2 separate regions of the Mus musculus genome follow, and region 1 is linked to region 2. The links are chromatin contacts, called in public Hi-C maps. All regions are on one chromosome and are shown on one strand. Each heading gives the region's core, a stretch centred on a gene start, on an enhancer-like site or on the middle of the called end of the contact. The rest is flanking DNA. Distances are from core to core; before and after follow the strand shown. Region 1 overlaps Ube2e2 (ubiquitin-conjugating enzyme E2E 2). Region 2 overlaps Ube2e1 (ubiquitin-conjugating enzyme E2E 1).

The links. Hi-C and Micro-C count contacts between places; a contact is called where the count stands out from the background.
Region 1: a Hi-C map of cortical neurons shows a contact between it and region 2, with 4 times the contacts expected there. The contact joins two enhancer-like sites. A contact is called at or near these places in 2 of 484 Hi-C or Micro-C datasets (cortical neurons and liver).

What each region holds. Positions count from the first base shown.
Region 1 is chr14:18,756,044-18,760,474 of GRCm38.p6, reverse strand. The region is part of intron 3 of Ube2e2 (ubiquitin-conjugating enzyme E2E 2); the gene reads left to right. Among named protein-coding and RNA genes, the nearest start is that of Gm22499, 56 kb to the left of the region's middle. Within about 2 kb of position 1,289, at least 25 of the 459 cell types and tissues checked have an H3K27ac peak or open chromatin away from gene starts, as enhancers often do. A contact at or near this core is called in cortical neurons, where this site is marked.
Region 2 is chr14:18,301,580-18,305,709 of GRCm38.p6, reverse strand. All of the region lies in intron 3 of Ube2e1 (ubiquitin-conjugating enzyme E2E 1), which reads left to right. It overlaps Gm41098 (a long non-coding RNA gene), which reads left to right. Exons shown (of 2, transcript XR_874229.3): 1 at 1-1,719; 2 at 1,758-4,130. Among named protein-coding and RNA genes, the nearest start is that of Gm41098, 5.5 kb to the left of the region's middle. Within about 2 kb of position 2,244, at least 60 of the 459 cell types and tissues checked have an H3K27ac peak or open chromatin away from gene starts, as enhancers often do. A contact at or near this core is called in cortical neurons, where this site is marked.

The DNA of each region.
Region 1 (4,431 bases), core at 40-2,539, 460 kb before region 2:
GGCTGTGGGACTGTTCGGTGAATTTGACAAACACACACACACACACACACACACACACATACACACACACACCACACCACACCACACACGGGGTGGGGTGGGGATTAGTATCTTGGCCCCTTCCAGGTAGGTGGGTTTGCCATATCAGCAAATATTTGTTGAATGAGAATGAACTTGGAAAAAGTTTTCAAGTTTTGTAATTAAATGATTGTCTTGTGTATATGTATGTGTATGCATGCACATGAGCCACTGTGTATGTATGTACGTCTCATATCAGTCTGCCTGCCCATCTGCCTGTCAGAGGACAACTTACAGGAATCTGTTCTCTCCTTCAGCCGTGTGGTTCTGGAGATAGAACTCAGCTCAGCAAGCTTGGCAATAACTGCCTTTGTCCTCTGAGCGCTCTCTCTCTCTCTCTCTCTCTCTCTCTCTCTCTCTCTCTCTCTCTCTCTCTCTCTCTCTCTCTCTCTCTCTCTCTCTCACCTAGAAAAAGTGGGTGGGTTGTTTGTCTGTCTGTTTTATTGTTGTTTTTAAAGAAAATTTGTTGGAGAAGAAACTGTAAGGCACTATTGCTGAGAATTTACTTGTGCACACTCCCAGCTGGTAAATTACGTGATGGAAATCATGTCTTCATGCAGCACTAGCAGAGGAGAGAAGACATTTGCCCCAGCTGATTATCCTCCCAGCTGTTCTCACCACACAGGTGCAGTTCTGTCTCTGAATCTGAAGTTCACTGAGAATTGCCCCTGACTTTATAATGAGTTTAACTGGTGGATTGTAGCAAACAGAGAGGGAGATGGGAGCACACTCGAGTCCTGAAGCTGAGTTAGTTGTTCGTTCTTTAGAACTGACATTAAAATCTAGGAAACACTGACACTTAGAGCAGATTAATGACAGTGTTTTACCGAATTCAGCTGCTAACAGTACATTTTTTTAATGTATCATTTTGTTACCTACATTTTACTATATGTGGATTAAAAATAACATCACAAAACATTTTTCAGTTTCAATTGCAGTAATTACCACAAAATCATGTTTTAGATATCATGTACCCAAAAATGAATGTGAATGCCATGCATAATTACAGATTTAATAGTCATGGAAGAAAGTGGGTGTAGGAAGACTGTTGCTGAAGCTTAAGATTACACACATCAAAAATGAGAAACACCAAATGTTGAATTACATTAAACATTTAAATTGCCTTTGAGAATATCCTTCACAGTCCTTTCGGAGCAGCTGCTGTGCTGTATTGGATTCTTTTCAGTTCTGTACCTTAAAGCTGGCAGAGCCTCAGATACTTAGGGCAGATTGACAAAGACTTGAAAAGGGGAGGAGCTCCCAACAGCTGCCCTGGAGGCCTTGTCTCTCTGGAATACAATCTGTTCTAAGGTTATGTTTAGATGCCACTAATGCTGGGTTTCCCTCTCCCTAAAAGGCATTTTCTAGATGTGTTTCTTTTAAAGCTAGTAATAAATAGTGAAAGAAAAGCTGCCATGGTGTTTAGTTTCAACAATGACTAATCTATATGAGACATGGACATATAGTTCTCTTTGTTTGATTAAAATAAAACCTTCAACAATGTGGACACATAGCCTGTGTTTCTTGAATGTGTGTATTGCGTCACTGCATCCCAGTTACACACATGTGATGCAGCACCTGTCATTGCTCCTTTGGGTCCAGAGCTTGCTATCAGGCACTACTGTCACCCCAGCATCTGCAGCCTGCACAGTGGCACTCTCCTCCACATTGAGACATGGCTTCCTGTGTAGGACAGTGGGCAGTCCATGAGTGTAAAGCACCTCTGTGATCAAGAGTCTTGATGTCTTAGCTGCCAAGTTCCTGTTTATTAAGACATTCTGTGTTTCACTGAAGATTGTGCCATGCAGAGCATATAATAATATGTTCTCGTTTAAGTGCTCCAAGCTAGATAGTTTTTCCTCTAACATTATTAAACTTTAAAAATGCACTGATAACACTACAAGCATATGGGACTTCTCTATATTTTCAGAATTTTTAAAGTTGTCATGAACAACCATTGGAAAAAATACTTTATTCATTATTTATTTTAAAAATTACAAGTGTGTGTATGTGTGTGTGTGTGTGTGTGTGTGTGTGTGTTTGTGTGTGAGTGTCAATGTGAACATATGTGTATGGATGGCTAGTCGAGGATCCAGGCAAGAGTGCTGGATCCTCTGGAACAGGAGTTACAAGCAGTTGAATTACCCAACATAGATGCTGGAAACTGAACCCTGCTCCTCTGCAAGGACAATTTGTTCTTAATTGCTGAGCCAGCTTCTCCTCCCTACTTGGTTAATACCTTACTGTTTGACCTGCTTTCTATAAGAGAAGAAACAGGAACTTCAGCTACCATTAAGAAGAGCCGATAAGTGAGGCATGCTGGCACTAGCCTGTGATCCCAGCACTCAGAAGGCTGGAGCAGGAGGATCCTATATTCAAAGCTAGCCAGGGCTACATAGTAAAACCCTCTCTGGAACAGAATAGAATAAAAGCCCATAAGACAAAGGTTTATTACTACTGATGCTCCCTACAAAGAGGACGCTTAACCATAGGTTGGAAGTTTCACAATAGGCCAGGCTTCTTGGTACTAGAAAGGATTTTGAGATTTTTCCAAAGCTAAGTGAGATTTTTACAAATGTATTTGTTTGTATTTTATGTGGTTAAATATTTGCCTGCATGCATATATGTACACCATGAGCATCATGGCGCCCATAGGGACAAAAGAAGGCATGGGAACTGTAGAACAACAATTAACAGGCAATTGTGTACTGCCATGTTAGTTTTGGATCTGAACCAGGCTTTCAAAATCAGCAAGCGCTCTTAATCTCTGAGCCATCCCTCCAGTTCCCAGAACGGAGTTTTTACCTAACAGAGAACATCTTTGGAGAAATAAGTGTGTCATAATTATAAGGAGAAGCACAGTTTTAGATACCATGAAAAAGTCTTTGCCCTTCTAACATCTAGGTAGGCTGAACTATATAGGAAGAATGGGCTAGGCTCTGTAAGAAGCCTAGAGTGCTAAGATGGAGCTGAGATCCTGCAGCCTCCCTGGCCTCTGTGCTACCTAGATAAGTCTCAGAAAGGACAGCAATTGCTGAAGCTTCAGTGTGGTGTTTAGTTTCTTTAGTGTGGACTACAAAAGATAGCAGCCTTTCCGTAAGTTCTGTTGGGCTATATGTTTAAGTTAGTGGTTCTTAACTTGTGCATTGAGACCCCTTTTGGAGAATAAACTGTCATAAGGGTCACCTAAAACCATCAGAAAACACAGATATATACATTATGATACATAACAGTAGCAAAATTATAGTTATAAAGTAGCAAAAAAAAATAATTTTACAGCTGAAGGTCACCACAACATGAGGATCTATATTAGATCAACATGAGGTCACAGCATTAGGAAGGTTGAGAACCAGTGGTTTAAGTATTCAGGTCCTTGGTACCTAGTATATGTTAGGTAGATTAAGGGTTTTAAAGGGACACTATTGCCTAAGTTATATGGTAGAGTTACATTTCAGAGGTTTGAAGCATTCAGGTCCATTCAAGCCTTTGGTTCTCTGGAGATCTCTCAGTCAGCAGCTACTATTTCATAAAATAAATATCAACTAGTGAAATCTTCCAAGGAATAGAGAAAATAAGTATGGGAAGTCTGACCTGTGATCCTGCTGACTCTGTGATCTGTGAACACACATGGATCTTACCTGTGGCCCCTTCTGACTGCGTGCTATGTAGACACATGGGTCTGACGTGCAGCCCCTCTGACTCTGTCATCTGTGACCACAAAGTTGTCACAGGTACAAATTCTTCCTTTGAAACAGACCTTCAAAGACGGAGGAATCCACATAGAAGGAAAAGAGAAAACTCATGTCAAAAACATGTGACAAGAACATGTTTTCCAAGTAGCCTTTGTGGCTCTGTCAGAGCTTCTGTGTTTTTGTTTTATTTTGTCTTGTTTGTTGTTGTTGTTTGTTTTTTAATGACAGACAAGCCTGTTTAAATGTTCCTATAAAGTATGAACTTGCTCAAAGCCAAAACAAAACAAGTATAGGAAAATAAATAAATATAAAACAGTTTTGCTTGTAATATTTCCAAAGCCAGTGCTGCTTGAGGATATATATAAGCCCTGCTAATAAAATACTCTAAAATTTTGAGTATATTGTCATTGCAACATGTTCTGTGTAACAAACCTCTATTTAAAAAAAAAATGAAAGCTTTTTAATAACGCCATCAAAGATACTTTTGGGGGTAGGGGTTAACACCCTGAAGTAATAGTTGTGACTTTGGGGATTTAAAAATATAGCCTGTCAGAATTAAATTATACGTCTGAAGACAATTGCAGTTTCTATTTGTTTACATCCATCTCTTCTTTTGTAAAGCAGTTGTTAGGACACAAAGAAAACTGAAAACAAGACCTGA
Region 2 (4,130 bases), core at 995-3,494:
CTCTCTACTTTCCTCTACAAAGAAGCTTTCCCAGTGCTGAGCTGGCATGCCGGCCTGTGCATGCATGTATAAAGAGTGCTTTCTATGAAATGTCCACATCCGGCCTTGAGCTCACAGTCACACCACTTCCCTTTGACCAATCCTCTAAAGCAGGACTCTAAACATTCTCACTTATCCAATCCCTTTCTCTATTTTTAAAAATAGAACCATGGGGTACATATATAGGTGTTCAAATAGGTATAAAATTAAATGTGGATTGAGAATAAATGGTAAATTTAAAGCGTTTTCTGACATTTTATCTTATTTTATTAATTTTATTTATTTTTTTATGAAACTCAGGTTAGCAACTCAACAGCTTTTAAAATCAAACATTGCAAAAAAGACAACACAGAAAGTTGGCATAGGGAAGATCTTGAGTGAATCTTGGAATGGGGTGAAGATACACTATGAAATTCTTGGAGAATTAATAAATATTAAAACTCAAAAATTATAGATACCACAGTATAATTCAGAGATGTACTAATTTGATAATATGCCAAGGAATGGTGGGAAAATACTGAAAGCTTTTTTTCCTAATTAAAAGTATTGTTTCGGGGCTGTCGAGATGGCTCAGTGGTTAAGAGCGCCAACTGCTCTTCTGAAGGTCCTGAGTTCAAATCCCAGCAACCATATGGTGGCTCACAACCATCTGTAATGGGATCTGACGCCCTCTTCTGGTGTGTCTGAAGACAGCAACACTGTATACAATAAATAAATTAATTAAAAAAAAAAGGATTGTTTCAAGCTGGGTGTAGTGGCACACGCCTTTAATCCCAGCACTAGGGAGGAAGAGGCAGGCGGATTTCTGGGTTCCAGGATAGCCAGGGCTATACAGAGAAACCCTGTCTCGAAAAACAAAAACAAAAAAGTATTGTTTCTCTTACAGCACAGAACTTTTTGTGTATAAGAAACTAGCTCATGGCTGGAGAGATGGCTCAGCGGTTAAGAGCACTGACGGCTCTTCCGAAGGTCCTGAGTTCAATTCCCAGCAACCACATGGTGGCTCACAACCATCTGTAACGAGATCTGGCGCCCTCTTCTGGAGTGTCTGAAGGCAGCTACAGTGTACTTACATAACATCAATCAATCAATCAATCAATCAATCAGTGTACTTACATAAAATCAATCAATCAATCAAAAAAAGAAAAGAAAAGAAACTAGCTCATACCATGCAGTCGTCTCAGTTCCAGCTAAGGTGTGTGAGACAGTTTTACTTGGCATGTGTGCCTGTCTGCATGCACAGTGCAAAGCGCACACATCATGTGCTCTGCTCCAGGCAAGGCTTCAGTGAAATTACCTTGGATACATTATATGTTTGGATTTGAGTTAGGTCCCAGTCATTGTGTGTTTACTATAACCTCACGTTCAGTTACGCATCGTGAAGCATAACCTTGCATTTGCATTTCTGGTTACTAGAGCCTCTTACTGTTTCTCCATGAGCAGGCTCCAGTGTCTCACCACTTTTTTGAGTGTTTGAATCATACCATAGGTGTTAAATGATTACCAGGCTCCTCACTCCAAACACTAGCCTAGTTGAAGCTTTTACCTATAGCAATAGGAGGTCGTTTATAGAGAAGGTTTGGGATAGAGAGAGCTGGGTTTGGCCTTTACCAGTTAATAGTAGCTAAGTGGCTGTGGGTAGGTTAAGGTTACTTACCTTAGCTAAGTGGCTGTGGGTAGGTTAAGGTTACTTACCTTAGCTAAGTGGCTGTGGGTAGGTTAAGGTTACCTTAAGGCTCCCTCTGATTCTTGGATGCAAAAGGGGGTAAAATTCTTTCCAGAGTGGTATTTTAAAGAACCTGCTGTGACTTTGCTTTATCTAAAAATCTTCCTGGCTCTTTAAAGGCCTTGCATGATTTGGCCTAATTTGTCTACCCAGCAGTCAAACTTCTATTTTGTCTAGCACAGAACTCACCAGATCCTAAAGTCTAAGTGGGTAATTTGTAAACCGCAAGCTTGTTGTACTACAGTAAACACATGAGAATGTACTTTATACTTGCTACTCCGGGCCTTGCAGTCTTGTGTGGAAAGGCCACTGAACTCGCCTGCAGAACCATGTCTGTGGATGCCGTTTTGCCTTAGAGTGAAGGCTGGTTTTAGCTGGTGTCATTGTGATGGAGCCCAGAGACAGAAGCAGCTTGTGCTCAGAGCGGCAGATCTGGCTGGCTGGAGATGAACATTCTGTCCCCTGTTCAGGTTTCTGGGGACTGGGGACTAGTGCTGCAGCTGCTGCTGCTCCAGGACTGGCAGCCACCCCTCCTGACAGATGTCTTGCCAAGAGAGTCTGAGTGCTCTAATTTTATCACTTTAGCAGTGTCTTGCCTGGTAGTCCTCACTCGAGTGGTCATTGTCAGCATGAACACCCACTAACAGAATTTCAAAGTGGCAACTGTGGATGGTGCATTTAGTTAACTGTACTAGGAGAGGTATGTAGGAGAGAAACTGCAGTTTAGTGGCCATCCAACAAGTATGTCTTACCTCAGTCTCCTGCTCATGTCTTAGACTTGTGAGCCCTGGCTCTTTAAAGAACAGCCCAACCAAGGGGCCAAATAAACTCTTTTGAAGTAATTCTGTTCCTTAAAATTAATTTTCTCTTTATAAGCCACAAGCTAATCTGCATGAATCTGTAGGGTGTGTGTAAGGGCATGGTGTCCATGTCAGGTGGCTCCTGCAGTCACTCTCCACCCTTACTGACTGAGATGGGCTGAGCCCAAATCGTGTGATGTTGGTTAATAGGCCAACATGCCCTGGAAAGTCGCCTGTCTCAGCCCACCATGCTGGGACTACTTGTGTACACTGTCAGTCTGGCTTCATGAATGCTGGCCATCTGAATCCCAGGCTGCACACGGGAAGCACTTCATTTTCTGAGCTGTCTTCCTGGCATGTTGTTTGTTACCTGTGAGAAGTGTTTTGTTTTGTTTTGTTTGAGAACGGCTTCTCTGTCTCTCAGTTTATAACTCAGGCTGTCTTTCAACTTGCAGAACTTTGCCTGCTATTGCAGGAATGCAGCACCACATCCAGTTTAAAGGATTTTCTTATCAGTTTCTGATATCCACACCTCCCTCTGTTTATCCTTTATGGAACATTTTTCCTGTTGTTTGTTTGTTTCTTGAACCTTCTTTTTGCATTTTAATGTTTTAGATCTCAGCTGACTTTCCCTGGAGGTTTTGAAATCTGTGCTTTTACTTTTAATTTCCAGAAGGAAAAAAATATTTTTGTCTTGAAATTTCCTTTTCTCTACAATTTTGGTTTCCTGTTGCTGGCTGCCCTCTAGTTTTGGTCATTGAATTATATTTTATAGAGGCACTGTACTCCTTGGTTGTCTAATGCAGATGTAATACCTGTATTGAGAGCTGGGCGTCCATCTGGGAGCTGAGTAGAGGAAGAAAACTGAGGGTCTTATTGTCCACAGCACCTCTCTCCTCATCCATATTAATGACCTTGGTATTGAGTCTTTCCTATTGTTTTTTCCCCCATCTCTAGAAGATACAACCAGTTAAGTGAAATTTCTGTTGCTACTTAACAGCTTACTGCAAATGTAGCAATTCACAACAATGTGCACATTTAGTAACTTGGGCCGGTTTGGCTCAGTCTCCTGCTCAGGGTCTCTTAAGCCTGCAGTCCAAAACTGGCTGTCATGTGTCCTCTTTAAAATCCCTTCCAGGCTTAAACAGTCTCTGGCCCAATCTGGTTCCTTGCAACTCTAAGACTGAGGCTCCGTGCTTATAGTAGCCACTTGTAATTCTCTGGCCTCTGTGGGGAGTTTGTATCACAGCAAGGTTAGCAGGTGACTCTGCTGTCTGACTGTAAAGACAGAGCCTTGTGTAAGTTAAGCACAACCTGGTCTGTGGTGTGGTTTCGGCTATAAGGAAGTTGAAACAGCCCTTCTTAGAACTCTACCTGTCACAGAGGTTCTCGTGACTTCCCCTTGGCACTTGGAGCCAGTTCTCCCTTGAACCAAACATTCTCTTGTAGCACTGCAGCCTCCAGAGGCACCACACTTCCTCAGGAGACTGTGTTGACTGATGCACTTGAGCCTAACTTGTTTCTTGTCAACCCTTTGCCATTATCTGCTTTCTAACTTCCTAGCC